Linked DNA regions of Zea mays: all the other regions are linked to region 1. The links are chromatin contacts, called in public Hi-C maps. All regions are on one chromosome and are shown on one strand. Each heading gives the region's core, a stretch centred on a gene start, on an enhancer-like site or on the middle of the called end of the contact. The rest is flanking DNA. Distances are from core to core; before and after follow the strand shown. Region 1 holds the start of LOC103640914 (NAD(P)H-quinone oxidoreductase subunit U chloroplastic). Region 2 holds the start of LOC103640910. Region 3 overlaps LOC100191488.

Evidence for each region. A called contact is a pair of places that touch in the nucleus more often than the background predicts.
Region 2: a Hi-C map of ear shows a contact between it and region 1, with 3 times the contacts expected there. The contact joins the promoter of LOC103640910 here to the promoter of LOC103640914 in region 1. A contact is called at or near these places in 13 of 25 Hi-C or Micro-C datasets (ear, endosperm, leaf and 4 more) and 1 of 3 datasets of contacts at active chromatin or transcription factors (leaf).
Region 3: a Hi-C map of tassel shows a contact between it and region 1, with 2.3 times the contacts expected there. The contact joins the enhancer-like site here to the promoter of LOC103640914 in region 1. A contact is called at or near these places in 5 of 25 Hi-C or Micro-C datasets (ear, endosperm, leaf and 2 more).

What each region holds. Positions count from the first base shown.
Region 1 is chr10:18,758,345-18,761,044 of Zm-B73-REFERENCE-NAM-5.0, forward strand. It overlaps LOC103640914 (NAD(P)H-quinone oxidoreductase subunit U chloroplastic), which reads left to right and starts at 1,307. Exons shown (of 5, transcript XM_008664356.3): 1 at 1,307-1,745; 2 at 2,277-2,338. The coding sequence starts at 1,415. LOC100276490 reads left to right here. Exons shown (of 6, transcript NM_001150264.2): 4 at 1-4; 5 at 74-331; 6 at 522-869. The coding sequence ends at 595.
Region 2 is chr10:18,444,479-18,447,178 of Zm-B73-REFERENCE-NAM-5.0, forward strand. LOC103640910 reads right to left here and starts at 1,306. Exons shown (of 1, transcript XM_020546023.3): 1 at 157-1,306. The coding sequence starts at 1,155. The coding sequence ends at 424.
Region 3 is chr10:18,377,732-18,380,431 of Zm-B73-REFERENCE-NAM-5.0, forward strand. LOC100191488 reads right to left here. Exons shown (of 12, transcript NM_001136920.2): 11 at 2,105-2,218; 12 at 1,684-2,028. The coding sequence ends at 1,963. Among protein-coding and RNA genes, the nearest start is that of LOC100191488, 14 kb to the right of the region's middle. Within about 2 kb of position 1,435, at least 10 of the 20 cell types and tissues checked have an H3K27ac peak or open chromatin away from gene starts, as enhancers often do. A contact at or near this core is called in ear and tassel, where this site is marked.

The sequences.
Region 1 (2,700 bases), core at 57-2,556:
CGAGGTCTGATTTGCTTGTATTGGGTTTCTTCTTTTTCCATTGAGAGTTCTCTCAACTTTTTTGTTTGGACAGCACATGCACTGGGAATAACCGCTGCTTGGGTAGTGCAATCCATAATTGAAGTATACAGATGTTTCATCCGTAAGCCTAGTGAGGACTGTGAAGCACTATCAAGCGACGGCAATGAACAGTTTGACGATATGAATAAATTCAGATTGTTTGGGAGGAAGATTTATGGGATTACCATCAAAAGTTGTTTCTCTTTGGTTTTGGCCTCAGCTGGAGCAGGCATTGGTGCCCTCGTGCATCCAGTGCATGGACAATGGTTGGGTGAGTCATAATTTCCCTTCTGTCTTGAGTGCATATACTAAGACACTACACAATACTTTTGCAAGCATTCATTTAATAGGAATACATATATATTTTAAAGTTTCACTTTGAGCTAGCAGAATAAGGTCAGTGCATTAGCGTCAGTTCAAAGTAACATCGCTTAACTGTACTTTTTTTTTATATCTTGCAGGTTGTGCCTTGGGAGATGTTGCAGGTCCAATTATCGCTATAATTGTTTTTAAGAAGATGCAGCTACCACTATGAGAGACTGGATTTTTGGCGACCACTGGTTTTGGGTCCCTTGTGCAAGTCATGGCCTTCAGTCTTCTGTGTGGTTGGAGATCCCTGATCTAACTTGAAAGTTCACAGTTGATGAATAACAGCTTTCACCTCAGTGCTCGTAGTTTTGTAGCTCCCTTTACAAGATGCCTTCGGGTCTTGTGGGACATGAGCATGTACTTTTGCAGTTTTGCTAAATTTTGTACTGTCTCAGATTTGAAGGATCCAAACAAGAAATTTAATTTTACTAGATTTGAAAGGAATTGGTTTGAGAAGTAAACTCCATATCTATGGCGCCTTCCGTGATAGTACCTCTCATCAACCGTTTAGGTTATCTGAGTTCCTATCTCATTCTATCTCACATCCTGTTGAAAACTTTATTCTACAAATAGCACTATTTACAATATAAAGGATTGTTTTGCATGAACATTTATACGCACCATCTGCTGCTGGATACAGCCTTAGACTGAGACATTGAAAAAAACAGCCAAATTTTAGACAAGTGAATCAACGAGCTAGCGCCTGGCTAGGTCCAACCAGTTGAATTAAACCACCTGGCAGTAAACAGATTACAACACTGCGCTGCAGGCATGCAGCGGTTCAGTGTTGGACAATGCAGCTGCAGTGGCGGACATGGTCCAAAGACTTCGCATTCAACTTTATTTATTGCATGTAACTTTGAAAATTAAATAAGATGCGAAATAAGAAAAAGGGAAAAGTTGAAATCGTTTATTTCCATCCCCTCCTCCCTTATCTCCCGCGCTCTGCTCCTCCCAGTCCCAGACTCCCATCCTCGTCTCCGCCATGGCCGCCGTCGGCATCCCCTCCCCTCCGGCGCCACACGTCTTCGCGCCCGCCGCATCTCCTTCCTCCTCCACGTACTCCACACTGGCCCCCCGCCGTCTCCGCCTCTCCACCCGACTCGGACTCGCCGCCGCCGCGGCGTCGTGCCGTACGCGGTGCGCCGCCGCTGCCGATGGCGGGGCCGCGGCCTCGGAGGGTGCCTCTGCGGTGGCGGAGCTGGAGGGGGACCCCGACGCTGGCACAGACGTTGCCGGAGGCGCCGCGACCTCCACGCGGCCGCCCTACTCGCTCATCTCCGCGGACAACGTGCAGAAGGCGATGCGCGGCCTCGGTGCGTCTTTCTTGATTCATTTGACGCGTTCGACTCATCTGTTGTTGTTGTTGGCATGTGAATTGGGTGAAGCCAAGCTGCTTAGAAATTTTCAGTTTGGGGACTGAGGCGCTTTATTTGAAGCATTTATATTTTAGATTCTAACAGGGTTACAATGTTATGCGGCAACGAAAAGTGTAAAGTATCTCGGTGAAAAAATAAGGGAGGGTGGATGTCCGTATAGTGCTTACTGATAATTCATTTGCACTGGATGATGTTTGTTTGGTGTAGCATGCTGAAGTGTCTGTATACCGATATTGTTTTAGTCCCCTTTTCAATTATTGTAGGATTTCATGTAGTGGATAACTTTGGATGATGATTAATTTATGTTAAATGTATAGTGAGTTGCCACATGGATATATAGTGTGATATAATGGCATTTGTAAGTTCCCTTGTGCAGGAAGTTAATTAAGCCACAATGTTATGCCTGGAGGATGTTTCTGCTTTGCACACTACTGTTGTATATTGAACAATATTTCCCCAAACTTGCAGCAATTACAGATGCTGACCACTATGGGAGGCTTGGAGTCACCAGGCTAGCTTCTACTGATGAGGTAGATTGAAATTGTCCACAAGTGTAGTTCTTTTCTTTCTTTTAAAGGATCCCATGAGCTTTAGCTCTAGACTCCTTCGGTATTTGCATTAAGAAGAAGACCCTCTCACTCAGCCTCAGCTTGAAATTTGCTAGAGTTCAATTCAATATCTGAGGAGTGTTATTTAGACCACCTAATCAACTCAGGTAGAGGCCCTTTCACCTTGACCAGTTAAATAATGAGGCTAAACAATCTCCATACCACTGTGCTATTGGCCTACCGCTGAAATAGTATGCAATTATGCATATCAATACAATGGCATTAACAAAGTACCTGGTAGATGCAAAGACCGGCAAATTTTTGCAAACTCAAGTTGGTACCCA
Region 2 (2,700 bases), core at 56-2,555, 310 kb before region 1:
GTCCTGAGCTTTTGATTCGGAAGGACAGAAAAAGTTGACCCTATCTCTACACCAACTAACCCAAGCAGTTTAGTCTTTTCGCATGGCATAATTACCCCACAAACTACATCCAGATCAATGTAAAAAAACACACACACACAAACAAACGTGCAGTGCTGACACAATTACCATCTATTGAATGCGCGGAAAGACCAAGAATACATTTCGTTTGAGCAAAATATGTGCAATTAATCACGTTATTTCTGCTGCGGTGGTATTTTGCGAAACAGAGTACAAGACAAAACAAGGCTTCACCACCACCACCACCACGAAGAAAAGACATGCATAATAAGCTAGCTCTCGCAAAGAGGGGCACCTGAGAGAGACCAGAGCTTTGAACAAATTAATGCATGCAGCGGGAGGTTTCAGACACACGGTTCATGTTCACGCCTTGACGACGTCGCACTTGATGGAGCCTCTCGCGAGGTCGATCTCGATCAGGCTGTCGTCCTCCTCGCCGATCTCCGACAAGATGTCGAAGATGAAGTCTCTCCTGTCGAGCAGCAAGTCCGGCAGCAGGTCCGCGAGGAGGTCCTTCTTGTAGTTGCAGTTGTACGCGCGGCGCTGCTCGGAGCCCACGTAGTGGCCGTCGACAAGGGAGATCTCAATGAGGCTCTCGTCGTCGTCGTCGTCGTCGTTGTCGGCGTCGGTTTCGTCTGACACCGAGCCTTCTTCCTCGGTGCCCTCGTCCTCGTCGTCGTTGGTCGTCGCGCACTCCGAAGAATCTGACGGGCTTGTTCCGCTCCCGCCCACCGTGAAATCCTCCGCCGCCTCGTCCTGTGGCAGTGGCGACGACGACACAACGCTCTTCTCCGGAAACACAGCCGCAGCCGCAGCCGCAGCCTCCTCCATGGAAGGAGCTGGCGCCCTGTTGTTAGCTCCTCTGTGGGCGGTGGTGTCTCTGAGTAGCCTTTTGAGGCTGGCGAAGAGCAAGGAGAGGCAGGTGGAGACGACCAGCAGCACCAGCAACGCGAGCGAGGACGGTGCCGAGGAGGAGGAGGAGGAGGAGGAGGAAGGAGAAGAAGAAGAAGAAGAATGCAGCATGCTGTAAAGGCTACATGAAATGAGTAGGAGCGTGAGTTGTAGTATGGCCACCATCTGGGAGCTGGGCGGCATCAAGGAACCCCTCGCGCGCGGGCGCGGCGGCAGGAGCAAGCTTTAGCTGCGGCGATGGTGCATGCAGACGAGACGATAAAGGGAGAAGGGAAGGGAGCGGAGCCATGATGAGGGCAGGGGAGGGGCAGCCGGGCAGGCATGGATGAAAGAGAAAGCGAGCAGATTAAAGGGCTGCTTCGTGTTTCTCTATCAATCAAATGGATTTTTTCTTCTTTTTTTTTTGGTTTGCATCTGCAGCACTATTTTATCTAGCACGGATGGATGAGTGCGAAGACAATATATATATATAACTGCTGCAGTCTCTGCAGCAGTGAATGAATGGCATCGCATGGGAAAACTGGAACCACTGACCACCACCACCCTTGTCCTTGGCAGCACTAGGTTATGAAGGTAACAGCGTCTTTGCATCATGGTCAGAAAGAGTTGTTAACCCCTGCATGCATGAGCATCACAGCGATGTTTAAGCTGTGGTCCATTGCGGTTTGCCTGTGGGGTGACGACATGTGTGTGTGAGAGAGCAGGGCAGGGGTTTAGGCCTTTAGGGCGCCGACATGTGCAGGCAGGGCAGAGTGGACTAGACTAAAAAGTTCATCTCTTTCACTCGCTGCTGCTGTCAGCCTTTCACCCTTATCAAAGGCAGGGTTTAATTTTACTTTGCTCACGAGAGGTGAAACTGTCATGAGATCTCTCTCCCCTTCTGCAGCACTCTATGTTTCACTGCATCCATCCTTTGATCCATTCCTCCGGAAAAAAAGAAGGGTTTTATTTCTCTGAAAAATTATCAGTGCAGTAATACCGGTATTTTCATAATGAGTGACTGCTTCACATAATACTGGGGAAAAAGAAAGAAAAAAACCTCCCCATCCTAGAGTTTCATGAGCCATTAATACTGGAACCAGCGGTGGATGAGGCAAAGAAAACACCCCTTTGGCTAGTTTGAGAACCACATTTTTCTAAGAGATTTTCATTTTTCTAACAAAAATTAGTTTATTTTTTCTTGAAAAATATAAATTCCTTGGAAAAATAAATTTCCAAACTAGCCCTTAGTGTGTGTTTATTTCCCTCCTAGATTATATAAATTAGATTATAATGGAAAAGTATAAATGTAAAATATCACTTATTTTAGCTTATTTGTGATTCAAAAGTGACATTTTGTCTTTATATTCTTTAATCATAATCTAACTTATATAGGAGGTGTTTAAATACACTAGAGCTAATAGCTATTTGACAAAAAATTACTAGTGAAACTAGCTAGCTAATATATAGTTAGCTAACTAATAACTAATTTACTAAAATTAGCTAATAGCTGCTAGGGTGTGTTTGGATGTCTCCAACTAATTTTAACCACTAACTATTAGCTCTAGTGTATTTAAACACATCATAATCTAGGAGGAACAAACAGGACCGGAATAAAAAAATGGATCTACTTTGGACTGATCCTAATTTAGCTCAACCTGTTCTTTTATAGTATATGTACAGTGTCAGAGAGCAGGATTTCAGTGTAGAATTACTGACAAAAGAATGCACGTTAGTTTAAATAGCCAC
Region 3 (2,700 bases), core at 185-2,684, 380 kb before region 1:
TTCGATCTACATCGCATGGCTTCTGCAGCCAATTTCGTCATGTCGTTGTCCCCAACACTGTCGACATCCACATGGGCAGTCACTGCGCCCATGGCATTGTCGTCGATGCAGTCATCACCATCTTCATCGATGGTGGACTTGTGGGCCAACATAAAGGCTAATCTCGCAAAGATGCAAACCACGCTTCTGGTGGTTGAGCAGTGGTTGCTGCAGATCAAGGCAGCAGAGCAACGTGAGCGGCAGCCGGCGTTGGCCGCACAGCACTAGACGTTGGTGGTTATGCGGTTGCAGGCTACAACGCGTGGCCTCCTAGTGCGTTGGCGGCTGCAGCGGCTGCCCAGCAGATGCTCAAGACAATCTTGGTGGTGGTTGACCTCGGCACACACGGGCGCAACCTCGCCCTATCGGACAACCATCAGCAACCACATCGATCTGCTGTCTCCAAGTGCGAGCATGGTTCGTGTCCCGCGGGCGACGAACTTCAACTCTACGGCAGCGGCGGTAGGGAAGGTGCTCCCCACATCATTGGCAAGGACACACCGCTTAGCGCCACCACATTCCGCTATCGGTCGCCACGTGAGCGCCTCCGTTGGTCATTGTTGCGATCTACTCCAGATGGCCATCTATGTGCTCCCCTTTCGTCCAGATGACGTCCATGGGTGGCTGCGCACGTGTAAGTCCAATGCGCAGAGGGTGTCCGCCTTATCTTAAGGGGTCAAAAATAAAGTCATAGTCACATTCAGATTTAAAATAATAAAAATAAGTCAAGATGTAAAAGTCTTATTTTTATGTGTTAGGTTTATGTCTAGATGAGTCATTGTTAGCATCATCGTTAGGTTGCAACTCAAGGATGACATGCTTGTCCAAGAAGAGTGTAGTGTCAGTGCCCAAGAGGGCAGCTACAGTAACAGCGACACTGTAGCACGTCTCTTAGGTTGTTTAGATAAAGATAGACTAGTTTGTGATAAGATTAAAATTAGAGATAAGACTAAATCTAGTGCTTTGGGGGTCAAATAAGGTTGTGTTTAGTTGAATATACATAGAGGAATGGAAGGGGGCGACCACAATTTCAATAGTGTTTAGTTGAGAGTCACGTAGAGGCGAGGTAAACCCCGAAATAGTTTTTTGTGATGGCGTGATCCCAAAAAATCGAGGGAACGGTGTTGCCCCGGACCTTATCCCACTTTAACCTCAAACCAAACACATCCTAACTCTCTATATAAGGAGAGATCGTATCAATTGAAGGTAAAAAGATATTAGAAGGAAATCCAATCTCTCTTGCCAACCGTAGACAAAGTTGTGCAACCGCCTCCTAACCCCTTAGCCACAACTTCTCTCTAGATTAGCCATGACGCCTTGCGCCCTATACAGCCTCCTCACCTCCGCCGACAAGACGTCTCCCTCCCGTCACGTACAACCCTAACCCATGAACAGTAGACGCGGGTAATGTAGCACGAGATACTGCAGCACGAAACCATGCCCGACGCACTGTAGCACTGTGGGTACTGTAGTACCCCAACCATCCATAACAACAAAACCTTTTAGTTGTTCGATAGATAGAAACACGCTGAAATTCAGCTTGATATTAGTTTTCAATTTATGAAAGAAAGAAAAAATCTCAATTCACCTTTCTTTTAGACATATAGTATACATAGCAATATAGCATAACAAAAACAATATATCTGAAAAAACCAAAACATCTTATAATTTAGAATCAATGAAGTAGTAACGTATAAAATTTAACAATCAAAAGATATATATGAAAGAAATGGTGCACCAACGCCAAGCATGACAATGCTCCCTGAACCCTTATCTCAAACCGAAGCATAAACACTATACTATTTGGTGGATGATCATCCAAGCAAGAGCAAAACATAAGCAATATAACTTTTACAGCCACTTTACTTTGACTGCATAGAGTAATCTTGCTCACCATCTCCACACTAAGCTGGACAAAATTCACTATTCAGTCCACGAAGCCCCTAACATTTTTGCCATAAAGCTATATCTGTCTGCAGCTTCGTCAATCTGAAATTTATAAGGCAGTATATCAAATAAACTATTGAGTGTAAACCGAAGGAGTATTAGCAGCAGTTGCACAAACCATTTTTTGAGTTGGCCTGCCAGCTCCATGCCCTGACTTCCGATCAATGCGACCAATTATTGGATTCGTCTGCGGACTGTCCTCAGTGCTGGTACACAGGACATGCTGCAAAGTCTATCAATAGCAAAGGAAACATCGTAAGAGCAGAAAACGCAAATAGGTTTGAACGGATTGAAGAATATGAAACAGCTATTGTGTAGTAAACAACAAAAGAGAATGTAAGGTTAAACTTTCATTGAACAGTAAGCCATTGCAGATAAAACCACAAAAAGAAAAACAACAGCAAGCATGGTCAAAATCTAAATGGGTTCCCAAATAGGAAGAACATCAGAAACCCAAACTGATGGAAAACCCATCTGTTGGCATTGCGGCCAAGCCTGCTGCAGCCTAATGTGCAACTCAGACTTGTTGCCGTGGGCTGCCTATGTTGATAATAAAGTTTCATTAGAGATTAGCTTTCACCAATTAATCTAACTTCAAACAAATAGTATCTCTAGCTTTCGTTATATAGACACATATCATCTAAATTGAGGCAATCAGCTTATCTTGAAGATTGATATAATGTCGCTGAGATAGGTGTGGGTGCCTGAGTGCAC